Regions from separate parts of the Mus musculus genome. Here all the other regions are linked to region 3. The links are chromatin contacts, called in public ChIA-PET maps. All regions are on one chromosome and are shown on one strand. Each heading gives the region's core, a stretch centred on a gene start, on an enhancer-like site or on the middle of the called end of the contact. The rest is flanking DNA. Distances are from core to core; before and after follow the strand shown. Region 1 holds the start of Stag2 (stromal antigen 2). Region 2 holds the start of Xiap (X-linked inhibitor of apoptosis). Region 3 holds the start of Sh2d1a (SH2 domain containing 1A).

The links. ChIA-PET counts read pairs in DNA pulled down with a chosen protein or histone mark.
Region 1: an RNA polymerase II ChIA-PET map of effector CD8 T cells shows a contact between it and region 3, with 33 read pairs. The contact joins the promoter of Stag2 here to the promoter of Sh2d1a in region 3. A contact is called at or near these places in 2 of 39 promoter capture datasets (hippocampal neurons and liver), 21 of 484 Hi-C or Micro-C datasets (the Ba/F3 cell line, CD4 T cells, CD8 T cells and 11 more), 14 of 115 datasets of contacts at active chromatin or transcription factors (the 230-238 cell line, the SCID.adh cell line, T-cell acute lymphoblastic leukemia and 9 more) and 3 of 9 other capture datasets (adipose tissue, embryonic stem cells and liver).
Region 2: a contact with region 3 is called in an RNA polymerase II ChIA-PET map of effector CD8 T cells, with 19 read pairs. The contact joins the promoter of Xiap here to the promoter of Sh2d1a in region 3. A contact is called at or near these places in 3 of 484 Hi-C or Micro-C datasets (CD4 T cells, embryonic stem cells and rod photoreceptor), 2 of 115 datasets of contacts at active chromatin or transcription factors (effector CD8 T cells and memory CD8 T cells) and 1 of 9 other capture datasets (liver).

The regions. Positions count from the first base shown.
Region 1 is chrX:42,147,404-42,151,471 of GRCm38.p6, forward strand. It overlaps Stag2 (stromal antigen 2), which reads left to right and starts at 2,751. Exons shown (of 34, transcript NM_001290713.2): 1 at 2,751-2,888.
Region 2 is chrX:42,065,676-42,069,978 of GRCm38.p6, forward strand. It overlaps Xiap (X-linked inhibitor of apoptosis), which reads left to right and starts at 2,161. Exons shown (of 8, transcript NM_009688.3): 1 at 2,161-2,381; 2 at 2,682-2,807.
Region 3 is chrX:42,500,376-42,504,407 of GRCm38.p6, forward strand. Sh2d1a (SH2 domain containing 1A) reads left to right here and starts at 2,190. Exons shown (of 4, transcript NM_011364.4): 1 at 2,190-2,484. The coding sequence starts at 2,348.

The DNA.
Region 1 (4,068 bases), core at 1,501-4,000, 350 kb before region 3:
ATTTCCTTAGAACGGACACAAACGAACTATTAGTTACTGTAAGACTCTTTGCCTCACAGCCCAATTGTTCTATTACTTCCAGTTGAATGTTGTTTTAACTGTAAACTTTCTATGCTCCCTATTAAGCCGCGCCATTGTGAAACTTCAGTTTGTTGAAAACTTCACAGAACTCTAGCAAAGAATTGGTTTAGAAGAGAAATGGAAACTTTGGTTTGAATGCTGTTCCCCTCCGATGCTTCACTGGTAAGCGAAAACATTTAAGGCGTTACTTCTTGTTGACATTTAGTTGCTTCTGCTCACTTGATTAAATATACCATAACTCTTGAAGTTCCAAGGAAACTGACCAGTAAGATCAGTGGATGGGAGAAGACCTACTAAGACATAGACCACACATATGGAGTAGAATTGAAGGACTGAAAGTCATCATTATATTGCATCAGGAATGCCCTGTGATTCCTGATTGGGTGTAATGTCACCATTTCCTCAGCTCATAATATTTTCCATTTGTCTTATTACTTATTTGAAACAATTTAATACGGAGGAAGGTATTTTAAATCCATATGTAAAACAAATGGAACAAATACTACTTAATCTGAGGCTATTTTAGGCGGCTAGGAAGTTCTGTAACAGCAATGGAGACACTGTTATTAATAGTTCCCTTCCTGTCCTAGGAGAAGAGAAGTTTGGCAGGGACAGGCCATTCCTGAGTGTCCCCCACCCCCGCATACAGTGCTCTAGGCAAAGGTCATGTAGGGTGGACTGGAAATGAAGTGACAAAAAGAAAAAATATCCTCACAATAAACACCCAAGGGTGATAAAGAGTCAAGGGAGTTGGACTGGGTGCAAAAGGTCTTTCTGTACTTCAAAATACTTGTGGGAGGGCTATGAGGAAGTACCAAGAACTGTAATTGTTAACAATGTGGCAAGGCCGCCTCCACACAAGGCAGCAGTGAGTGTCTAGTAATCTCCACAGGTCCCCTGCTAACCCTGTCCTTGCACGTGGATTTCACGCCACTTTGTCTGGTCCCATCTCCTCTTCCGCCCCCAAAAGTCACCTATAAAACCGGCTGAGCGGCCAATTAGCCTAGTAGTCCAGCTCCCTAAGTCTAGTAGAATTTGAGTATGGAGCTCACATTTTTATGGATCAGGAATAGTGAGTTGAAAATTATATCTATATATCCACATACACATATATATGTATAATTATATGTAATTCCCCCCACCCGTAGTCTTCCTGATAAAGAGAATCTTTAAACCATACTCGAAGGAAAAAAGAAAGCAAGCAAAATTGCCAAGCTATCCATTCTCGCTGGGATCAAGTGGCCTAGTTGGGTCTTTTGGGGAGGAAGTGTGAGGAGTGTTGGAAAGGACGTGAGGAAACCAGAGATCTGGGAACAAGTGGCCCTTTACTGGGGTGGGTTGTGTTGGAGAGCTCTGAAGGGTGCTGCTAGCCTGCAGGGCTGCCAGGGCTGCGCAGGGGGCGGGGAGCCGGACGATCGGCCCGCTGAAGCCCCGGAATTCCCACGGCGGGGCTCCAGTGGACACTGTCGCCGGCCTCTCGGCGACCTCCTCGGTGGCGCCGTGGGCCCTCAGCCAGTCCGCGCAGGGCGGAAGCGCGTCCCAACGGCTGAGTAAGAGAGGCGCGGGCACGCCAGCTTGTTTACCCCACTCGGCGGCGCGCCCCTGCGGGCGCCCCGTTCACAGGAGGCGTCCGAGCCGCGGAAGCGGGGAGTCCGGCGGCGGCGATTGGTCGGCGACACGGGGAGGAGGCTGGCGGGTGGGAGGGCTGCGTGGCGCGCGCCGCAATGGCAGCCCGCCGCCGCTAGATGCCGCTGCCTCCCAACAGGAGCTGGGCCGCGGGTTCGCGGCCGACAGATGGCGCCTGCGCGTTCCATTCGCCTCCAAGTCGCCGAAGAGCGAACACCCCAAACAATCCCGAAGCGCCACCAAAAAAAAAAAAAAAAAAAAAAAAAAAAAGAAAGAAAAAAAAAAAAAAGAAAAGAAAAAAAAAAGAAAGGAAAAAAAATACAGAAAAAAGGGAAAAAAACAAAACAAAACAAAAAAAGCACCCCGCCGGATCCGACCGCCACTTTCAAACCCCCCCACGGCTCTAGACCCGCGGGAGCTTCCGTCCCTCAGTAGAACTCAAGGGTGGAAAGAAGAGGAAGGGGGAAAAATCTTGTACCAGCCCAGGGGTGAAGAAGCCCCCGGCCTGAGAAAGAAGGAAGGAGTGGGGGAGGCCAACAGTCTCCTTGCTGCCTCTGTAGACGCTGAGGGGGGAGGTAAGTTATAAAATGGCGGAGGCGAAGCTTCTAGAAGTTTGGAGGGGCACCCGGAGGGCGCGCGGCCCACCGTGAGGTGTGTGTGCTTGCGATCGGGCGAAGAGAGCGTGCGGCCGGCCGGGAGGGAGCCGAGAAGGCCGGGCGCTCCGGGGCCGGGCCGCGGCCTCGTAGGGGGCCCCGCGCGGGGCAGCGAGCGAGCGAGTGGCCGTGTCCGGGCGGGGAGCGAGCCAGCGTCGCCCCGGCCCCGCGTCACCCCCTGCCTGTCCTCTCCGTCCCCAAGTCGCTACCCCAACACTTCCAAGGAACTTGCAGTCGCCCCCTGCGTCCCCTCCCCGCCTCCTTCCTCCCGGAGCCGCTTTTTTAGCGCAAGACGCTCCCTTCTCACTCCCCTCGCTGGAAGGTTGTCCCTTCGCCTCCCTCGCCCAAGTCTCCCCCGGGGACCTCGGCGGAGGGGGCTCCCCCCCCCACGGGTGGCCCAAAATGGAGAACGCGCAGCGGCGCAAGATGGAGGCTCGGCGCCTCCGCGTAGCCTGCTCGCTCGCTTCCTCTCCTCCCGGGGCCTCTTAAGCAGCCCGTGGAGGGGGACGAGAGCCCCCCAGACTGGAGGTGGGGTGGGGGTGCCATCCCTGGCCGGGATTCGGGGGGGGGACGGGTGGAGAAGAAAGGGGCAAACCCGGGGAGGCCACGGCCCGGTGGCGTGTGGTGGCGGGGAGGGGGGGTGGTGGTGGTGGCGGTGGGAGAGCGCGCCGTGGTGGTGCGGGGAAGGAAGCGAGCAAGATGGTGGTGCTGGGAACCCGGGGGGAGGGGAGGCCGAGCAGGCTCGTTTGTGTCTATTTGGGCCTCGGACCGAGGGAGGCGAGGGAAAATCTACTCTGCTCACACCCCTCCCTCGTCCCCCCTCCCCTCTCCCTTCCCCTCCTTGCCTCCCTCCCTCCCCTCCCCTCCCCTCCCCTCCCCTCCCCTCCCTCCCCTCCCTCTCTCCCTCCCTCCCTCCCTCTCTTCCTCCCTTCCTAGAGAGGGAACAACATTCATGTGACGGGCCCCTCGGCTTCTCTCCCCCGCCCCATCATCTCCAGCGCGTGGTGGGGGAACTGCTTGGGCAAAGCGGTTGGCATCGATCTCTCCATCCTTCCCGAGGCCCCGACTTCGGTCAGTTTTCTTAGGGCACCAATTTTCGAAATCGTTTGGGGTCCGGCGGCGTCGGTCCCCAGCGCGTAGAGCTTGCCCCGAAGGGGGCCCTGCCTGCCTGGCATGGGCGGAGGGGGGGGAAGGGCGGGAGTGGAAGGCTGTTTGTTGGGGGGTTTTGGCGCCACTTTTGTTTTAGTTTTAGTGCTGCTTTTTCGTTCCCACCCCCACCCGCACTGTCTTTCTCAAGGCACGAACTGAGCTGATCCTTGCCCCAGGTAGGCAGCCTCTGTTTTCCCTCCACACTTTTATTCTTGCTTGAGGGCGACTTTCTCTTTTCTTCTCTCACGTATCCGGAGATCTGCGGACTACAATTTTAGGAGAAAAAGGGTCGGCTGGGCCATGGGAGAGAGAAGGTGTGGGAAACAGCATCAAGTAGTTCCGCAAAACTTTGAGCCCCGTTCCCATTTTCTTCTGGCCTAGAATTGTAAACGTATTGTTGATTTCGGCCTTTTTTTCCCTTTCCCTCCCGCCGCGACAATGTCTTGTTTTGCCTTTAGTTTTGATTTTTTTTATTATTTTTTTGATAAACCGCTGTACTTTCGGCATTTAGTTTCTTCTCCTTGGTGTTATATGTCATTTTATTTTTAATCCTCAACGG
Region 2 (4,303 bases), core at 911-3,410, 430 kb before region 3:
ACAATGGTTAAAACCAAATGTCTAAAACAGTAAATTTACATATATTTCACAATAAAAAACTGTGTTAGCTGGTTGGGTGTAGTGGCTTAATTAAGCTCATCTCAGCACTCAGCATGTTAAGGCAGAGGATTGCCATGAATTTGAGCCCAGCTTGGAATATGTAGCCAGACAAGACTACACATAACACATCAAGACCTTATCTCACCAAACGTGGTGGAACAATCCCAATTCTCAGGCAAGACGAACAGGAATTAAAGGTCATCCTAGGCTACATAGCAAGTTTGCAGCCAGCCTAGGATACATGAGGTCTTGATTCAAAAAATCCAAGCCAAACAGTACAAGCTAGGTGACATAGCTGGAGCTTGCAATCCTAGCAGTCAGAGACTGCTACATAACGTTCATTGATTTCAGGCTGACCTGGTCTACACAATGACTTCTGAGATAGCCTGGGCTATTTAGTGAGACCCAGATTCAAAACAAACAAACAAACAAACAAAACAAACTAAAACAAAACAAAAAGCCCAAAACTACAATAATAAAGATTCTATAATGACACCTTAAGTTTAAAGAATAAAAGATTACAGAGACTGAGAAAATATAATCTTCAGGTAAGGAAATTAGTTTCAATAAATTACTAGAGGGCAGGCAAACTGGTAAGAGCTGGGGCAGGGTAAATAGTTCCCTTAGAAGACACCATAGCACTGTGTTGGAGGAGAGTGAACTTAATTAAGGCTAAGATGATTAACTCTTATCCTGAAGTCAAAATGGAAAGATTTAACTCAGCCTCAGGCAAGCTAGATGGGGGTGGGGGGGAGGCGGAGCAAGCCTAAGAACAGAGAAATCAGACTGGGCAATGGTCAGAAAGACCTAGGGTTGAGTCATACTGTTCAGCTCCTACAGAGACAGGTACAAGCGACTTCAGCCTCTTCTAAATGAGTTGATGGTGGACAATATCAAGACAAATGAGGGTAGCCTGGGACTTTTTTTCTTTTCTTTTTTTCCCAGACAGGGTCCCTTGCATCTCCGACTGGCCTCAAACTTCCTATTGAGGATGGCCTTGAACTTCTGACCCTTCTGTTGATAAAGATGGAGCTTTGTTGGTTTGCTTATTTAAGAGTGCTGGACAGGTGAGATCAGTATTTGCTTGCAGTTGTTTTGTTGGCAGTGGTGGGGTTTGAATTCAACCTTGTATGTGCTAGACAAGTGATCTACTACTGAGCCTCATTCCCAGCCCTCGCTTGGAATTACCTTCATTGTAATAAGTCAGATGCAATTTTCAGAGCTGTAAGAGTACACCCCAGGGGGCCTGGGACACAGATGGCTTAGTGGGGAAGGGCATCACCACCAAATCTGAGGACATTAGTTCTTCCCTAGAACCCACATGCTGGGAGAGAACAGACTCAAGTTGCCCTCTGACCTCATACAGTAAGACAATGTAATAATTTTTAAAAAAGATTGCATTAGAAGGAATATTACATTGGCAAAAGTTGAAGAACCAAATACATTTCTTTGTCTTCTCTTCCAAGTTCCTTTTCATCAAGGACAGCATTATTTAACCAGGCAGATGGTGCCCATGGTCTTCTCCTTTTAAATATACCCAATCCATCTTAGTACACTAGCCATTAAGAGTCAAAGTTCCTGAAACCTAAGTATAGGTTTATCTGACAACCCTACAAGCATATAGCATGATCACCATTTTGTATAATCTTCTCTTGTGTCTTTTCCATCTTTGTTCTATTATTTTTCTTTGTTCTTCACAAATTTCTCTCACCCTCTTTTTGTCTCCCTGTCTCGTCATTCCTTCTAGCTTCCTCTATTTGGAAACAACCGATTCTCTAATCTCAGTTTACTTTTTTGTCGGGTGGGTGATACTGGGATAATTATTTTCTCCGGGGCTCAGTTTCCTCTGTAGGGTGGAATTTAATAGAGGTGTTCTGCCTTCCATGGTTTTCAAAATAACATTGAGGAATATGTTATATACCTAGCAGAGTCCCTGGTATCCTGTGAGAGCTCAATGTACTGTGCCCTTTTCCCCTTGGTCTTTAATCTTCTTACCTGTATTCCCCTACTCCTCACCCTAGAGTCCAGGTAAAAGCTGGGGGGCGGTGGGGAGGGGGGAGAGAAAAAGTCCTGGATGCTAAAAGAGGAAATGCTTGAGTCGGGGGCGGGGACTGAGAAGTGACCTGTGCGCATGTGCAGCCGCTGGGTCAGGCTCTGGCTTGGAGCTGGGGAGGCGGGGGTTGGGGGGTGGGGGGGGGGTTGGGCTGCATAATGAGGACTGGGGTTTTTCTCGATGTCCCCTTCCGGCTCTGGGAGGCGGCGGGACCTTGGCGGTCCCCCGAGCGGGCGCGACGCTAATCGAGGGCCGCTCGGCCAGAGAGGTAGGCTGGAAGATGGCGGAGTGGGAAAGAAGGAGGGGCTCTGCCGGGCGGGAGCGGAGCTCCCGGGGGAGGGGATGGGGGTGGCGGTGGGAAGGACATGGCCTGAGGCCAGTGGCTGGGCGAGCCCGGGAAGCTGGCGGGCTGCACCGGTTGAGTTTTTTTTTTTTTTAAAAGTCCTGACGTGGATGCACTTGGTTCCGGTCTTCGAGTTTTATCCGATGGGACTGTCCTGCCTGGGAAGGCCGAGGGAGGAAGGAAGGGAGGGAGACAGACATAGTGACTTCCGTTTCCTTCTCCTAGGCCGGGGCCCGCCGCCCAGCAGAGTTGTGTTTTCCTGATCCGGGCTCGGGCCGCCCCTCCTCCGGGACCCTCCCCTCGGGAACCCGTCGCCCGCGGCGCTTAGTTAGGACTGGAGTGCTTGGCGCGGTGGGTACAGCTCTTGTGGGTTTCCCGCCCTCCCTTCCTCTCCCTCTGCTCCCCTCCCCTCCCTTCCCCTCCCCTCTCTTCCCTCTCCTCTCCTCTGCTCTGCTCTTCCCTCCCTCCTCCTCCCTCCTCCCGCGTTCCTCCTCCTCCCCCCTCCTTCCTTCTCCCCCCCTTCTCCTCCCTCCCTCCTTTTCCTTCCCTCCATTTCTTCCCCCTCCCTTCCGCCTGGGCTAGCTCTGCCTAGTTGGGCGGGAAGGCCGCGCCCGCCCGCCCGCGGGGAATGCTGGACTGGGCTCCCTATCCAGGCTCCCCGGGATTGCCCCTGGAAGCCGTGGGTAGGGGGGCTGGCTTCAAGCCTTCGGGTCAGCCTCCTTAAACTTCGTGACACCTAAGGTAAATCTAGTTAAAATAATTAAAAAAAAAAAAAAGATTTGATCAACCTCCCTGCCCCCCCCCCCAGTTCGATACCTTGTATGGGGCAGGGTGGTGTGTTTCTGGCAAGGGCATGTGAACCCTAAAGAATGAGGGCCAAAGAGCTTCCAGAGGAGGAAGTAGCTGGTAATTTTTGCCTCTTTGTCACCTTGGTCACTTCCCCAGCATATTTCTGAGAGAAAAAAATGTCACTTATGACTTTCAGTTCCATTACTTTAACTCCGTTGAACTCCACAGTTTACTTGAGTTGTGGGGTGTTTTTCTTTTAAGCAGGGGCGGGAGGGAGGAAGGGAGTGGTGATTGCTGAAACTAAGCAGTGGCTCACTCCATCTCCAAAAAGGAGAACATAAGCCTTGGGGAAGACTAAACCTATCAGTTTGTAATAATCTACAACTTTACCTTCAAGTACAATTATGGCACTACTTCTGACATCCTAGCTATACCTTGATAGTGAATGAATCCTAGAAATGTCTTTTTTTTTAAAGACTGGAAAGTTCTACAGTGTTTCTTCATTCTTCTCATTTTCTCCTTAATAGGATTTTTTTTTTTTTTTTGTAGCCAGTTTCAAGAGAACACTGTTAAGAGCCGGCCATCTTAGAATTATAGCATTTTTGAGCTGGGAAGGATCTCAGCTCAACTCTTTTGTTTTACAAAGCAGAAACTAAGGCTCAGGGTTTCATGATTTGTGTAAGGTTACCATGCTAGCCATGCTAGTTAGATTAGAATTCAGATTTTCTAGCTCCCTGGCCACCCCACTCCTGTTGCTTCAATATAACCTCTAAGCAAATATCTAAGTATATTCTATTTAACATTTCTGTCATTTTCAGTGTAGTAAACATGTATGTGAAACTTGAGTCAGGGATTGTTTTCCCCATAACTTAAGAATGGAAAACATTTTAGGTCAGATAGATTTCTACCTACAGACACAGAAACATAAGCTTATATAGCTGTTTGGATTGGGTCACATGGATCCATGAAAGAGATAAAAAAAAATGGTAACCCTGGTTACTTCTGAAGAAGACGGATGGAAAACTAAACTTTGCTTTTCTCCTGTGCCTTACATGTTT
Region 3 (4,032 bases), core at 940-3,439:
ACAGTCAGAGACCGACAGAGAGACAGACAGATAGACATTGAGAGTCAGAGAAAGAGACAGACAGACAAGGGGGAGAGATAATTTCATATTGTTTTCTTGACAATTTTAATTTCAGACATTTATTCATTCACTAAACCCATCCACTCTGTGCCAGTCTCTGAGGATACAGTGGCAAACAACATATATAAGACCCTGTTGATATGCACCTTAAGGTCAAGTGATAGAGACAGGCAACATACAAGTAGATTCTTCCTCTCATAAATGGGGCCCATTCCTTAGCTCTTTGTCTGTTGGTGTCACTGTTATCTCCCCTTCTCTGTTATGTGATCTTTGTCTTCCTGTACTGTGGGTACAGGGACAGGGAAGGAAGAAAGCTATTTCAGTTCCTCTATTCTCTACACTTCAAGCTCTGTGTGAAGTTTGAATTTGCCAAAGTCAAGCTTAGTGCCTGCATAGCAGCAGAGCAAGGGTGTCAGTATTTTTCATCAACACTGCACTGGTGGGCTGGCTCACCTGTCAGTTTGCTTGTGAGATGACAATAAGGTAGTGGATGTGAGAGTTGTACTATTACCGTATAATTTAACTGTTCTCTTGTGATGTGATTTTCGTTGTGCTGAAGCCCACTGTACCTGGCTGCTTTGACAAGCGTGCTATTTTAGCAATGCAGAATGAAACAGAAAGAAAAGAATGCATGGGATGCTTGCTCCGTCAGATCCAGGTTTCTCTGTGCCTGTGTTTGTAGATGATTTGTTCAGGGTTGTTCAGAGACAAAAAAAATGAGGTTAGGTTTTGTTTTTAACCTATGGAACACTGAATGTTCTAGCAGTTACACTCTAGGTGGGCTACTGTCCGTATGCCTTAATAAAAGAAGATTACCCCTTTCTTTCTTTTCATATTTAAAATGCCATCATTATAACTGATTTCTAAATAGAGTCCTGGTTAGGCTAAACTCTGATGTTTTTAACATTGATGTAGGTAGGCATTTATGTATGAGAATAGAAGTTACAACACATTTATCAACACCTGTGCGATGATGTAAAATGGATTTTATATCCACAATGATTCTGGCCTAGCCCCATATGCCAAAGGGTATATAGAAGTTCACACAGGACACCAATGGACAGACCAAACTGGACAGAAAAAGCCCACAAACCAGCAGCTCTACAGGAAGAACTACAGACAGCTGAGTAAAATCGGAAGTAGAAGAAGTGGTCACCCGTGGGAAGAGCACACTAATTGGTCGTCTACTACCAAATGGCTATCCCTGAAAACATACATACAAATAGCACCATACAGGCACAACTGGATGTGTTTAGGAATTACACGTATATACATATATGCATGCAATAATACAATAATACAATAGCAATGTTGTTGAAGAGCAGGGAGGGATTCATGGGAGGGTTTCAAGGGTGAAAAGGGAAGGGAGAAATGCTGTGATTATATTGTGATTTTAATAATAATAAAAACAAAGAAGTACCAACAAAAGAATTTAGTCTTCTTAAGCTCCTTAGCTAGATCCATCTACACTTTTTTTTTTTTAATATGATGACAATTTTTTTCATAGTTTTGGATTTTGGACAAAACATTAAGGTAAAAATACTTGTTTTGGCCTAAGTGTATTCAAGGATTTGGCATATGGCTTCGGGATAGAAGACCTCATCTGCGAGGCCCCGAATTCCATCATCAGCATTGAAGAAAAGAAAGCTGTTTCAGGACCATCTAGTCCCAAAGTCTGTAGTTCAGTAGCCCTTGGTGATGCTGTGGAAGCCTTGCAGCCATGTTCTGCTGTGGTTTTGTAGCTTGACTGCTTTTATGCTTTTATTTTGTCAGTCTGCTTCTGCCCCTCATGATGAACACGTCCCATTCACTTCTATCACCAATTCTTTTGTTCACTCGTTAAGACAAGTCATTGTCAATGGCTTCGAAGTTTGCAGGAACTACACAAGAACAAAGGCACTAGCAAGTTTCTCATCTTTGTGCAAGCTCTGTTTGCGTTGCTGGCACAGCTCAAATACTGCAAGTGTTCACCTTTTCAGCGTGCCCCCTCCCCCACCACAAACCTTTGTTGGAGAATAGATGATCAAACCCATGACAAGTTTGAAGCTGTTAAACTGCTGAGCTGGCCTGAATTGAAGTGTGAGAAGAGGTTTTAAGGCAGGTAGACAACATCCTGTTGTTAGGGTGTTTCTCTCTCTCTCTCTCTCTCTCTCTCTCTCTCTCTCTCTCTCTCTCTCTCTCTCTCTCTCTCTCAATACTGCCCAGTAAGCCACTGCAGCGGCAACAGCAGCAGCAAAGTTTCCTTTTTACCATCCTTCTTCTGGGCCCATCAAAGAGTTTGCTAGGCATGGATGCAGTGACTGTGTACCACGGCAAAATCAGCAGGGAGACCGGGGAGAAGCTCTTACTCGCTACCGGGCTGGATGGAAGCTATCTGCTGCGAGACAGCGAGAGTGTCCCTGGCGTGTACTGCCTGTGTGTTTTGTGAGTATATCTCGTGGTAGTGGCAGGTTGTTAGCATGGGTAGCCTGCCCTTTCAGGGGAGGGCTGGGAGGAGTGGCAGGGGATGACAGCTTTTGGCAGAGGTACCTAGGGAATACAGGCAGCAGGAACTGAGTACTCTTCCAGCTCTGACGTATGGTCCCAGGGCTCAGCCCAGGGATGTGGTGGGCAGTACTTGTACGTACGTCCCTCACTGCGGATTTTATCAACTGCATTTCACCAGTGCGTTTGTGGCAGCTTCACTGAATACCCTTCAGAATGGGAAAACATGGCCTAGAACTTACCTTTACTTTGAGAAAGACCCATACTCTGGACTTCGGCTCTGATTCCAAGTAGACACCATGATGGTGGAGCCCCGGGAAGTTGGACTATTTGTATTCTGGGCCATGAAGTAAGGCAAAGGAAGGTCTTTCTCTATCATTCTCTACAAATGTGACTGAAAATGGTACCCTAAAAGAAAAGCATCTAGCAAATGCTTGAAGAAGTGGTTAGCCAGGAAATGGAATCCATTGCTTTCAGAATGCAGCCCAGGGAAGGCAGAGGTAGACAGATGTGTGTGAGTTTCAGGTGACTAGCCTGGTTTTACATGGGCCGGTTCCATGCCAGCTAGGGCTACATAGTATAAGATCCTATTAAAAAACAGTAGCCAACAACACTAAAGCAGTACAGTGCTGAAGAGGATGTGTATGCAAGAGTAGGGGCACCTTTCTGGTGCTGCTGAATTGCCTTGTTTTATAAGAGGCATAATGAGTTTTAAAACGTGCTGTGTCCCGTAAATGATAGGAGTGAGAATAGTTTTAAAGAACAGAGAGAGGGAGAAAACATCATTGTAATTATCCCACTTTGAGCTTTGCCTAGACTGGTCTCAGCCTCTTACTCCATTTTGAACCAGGTGCAGCTGCATCTTGGCTCTGTACAACCTCCCTGAGCAAATCCTACTGTAGTCAGACTCAAAAGGTTGTTATCTCACAACACCAATCTCTTAGCCATTGATTTTAAATGGGATTCATATTCTAAGGGTCAATGAAGATTAAATACCTCCATGTACAAAAAAAAAAAAGACAAATGAACACTGGGCTTGACGCTCAGCAAATGGAAGTCTGGTTTATTATTAGTCTCTTTTTGGACAAATTATTCCGGTACTCCTTGAGGCAGTCTACAGAAGGACCCAGTTCAAGCACTACTGTAAGCAGGATATATATATATATATATATACATATATATATATATATATACACACACATATACACACACATAATACACACATACATACACACACACATATATATATATATACACACACACACACACACACATATATACTGTATGCTTATACATATATCCCAGTAAAACCTCACTCTAATACAGTAGAGTCTACATGAAAGCAAAACAAAAATGCTTGGTAGTGAGTTCTGTACATGATGATACACTGCAAAAATTTGACGTACTCTCTGGGCCAGAAAATAAAGATTAAATTGAGGCTGGTGTGAGAGGATTGTCATTGTATATTGATTTTTTTAAAAAAATGTC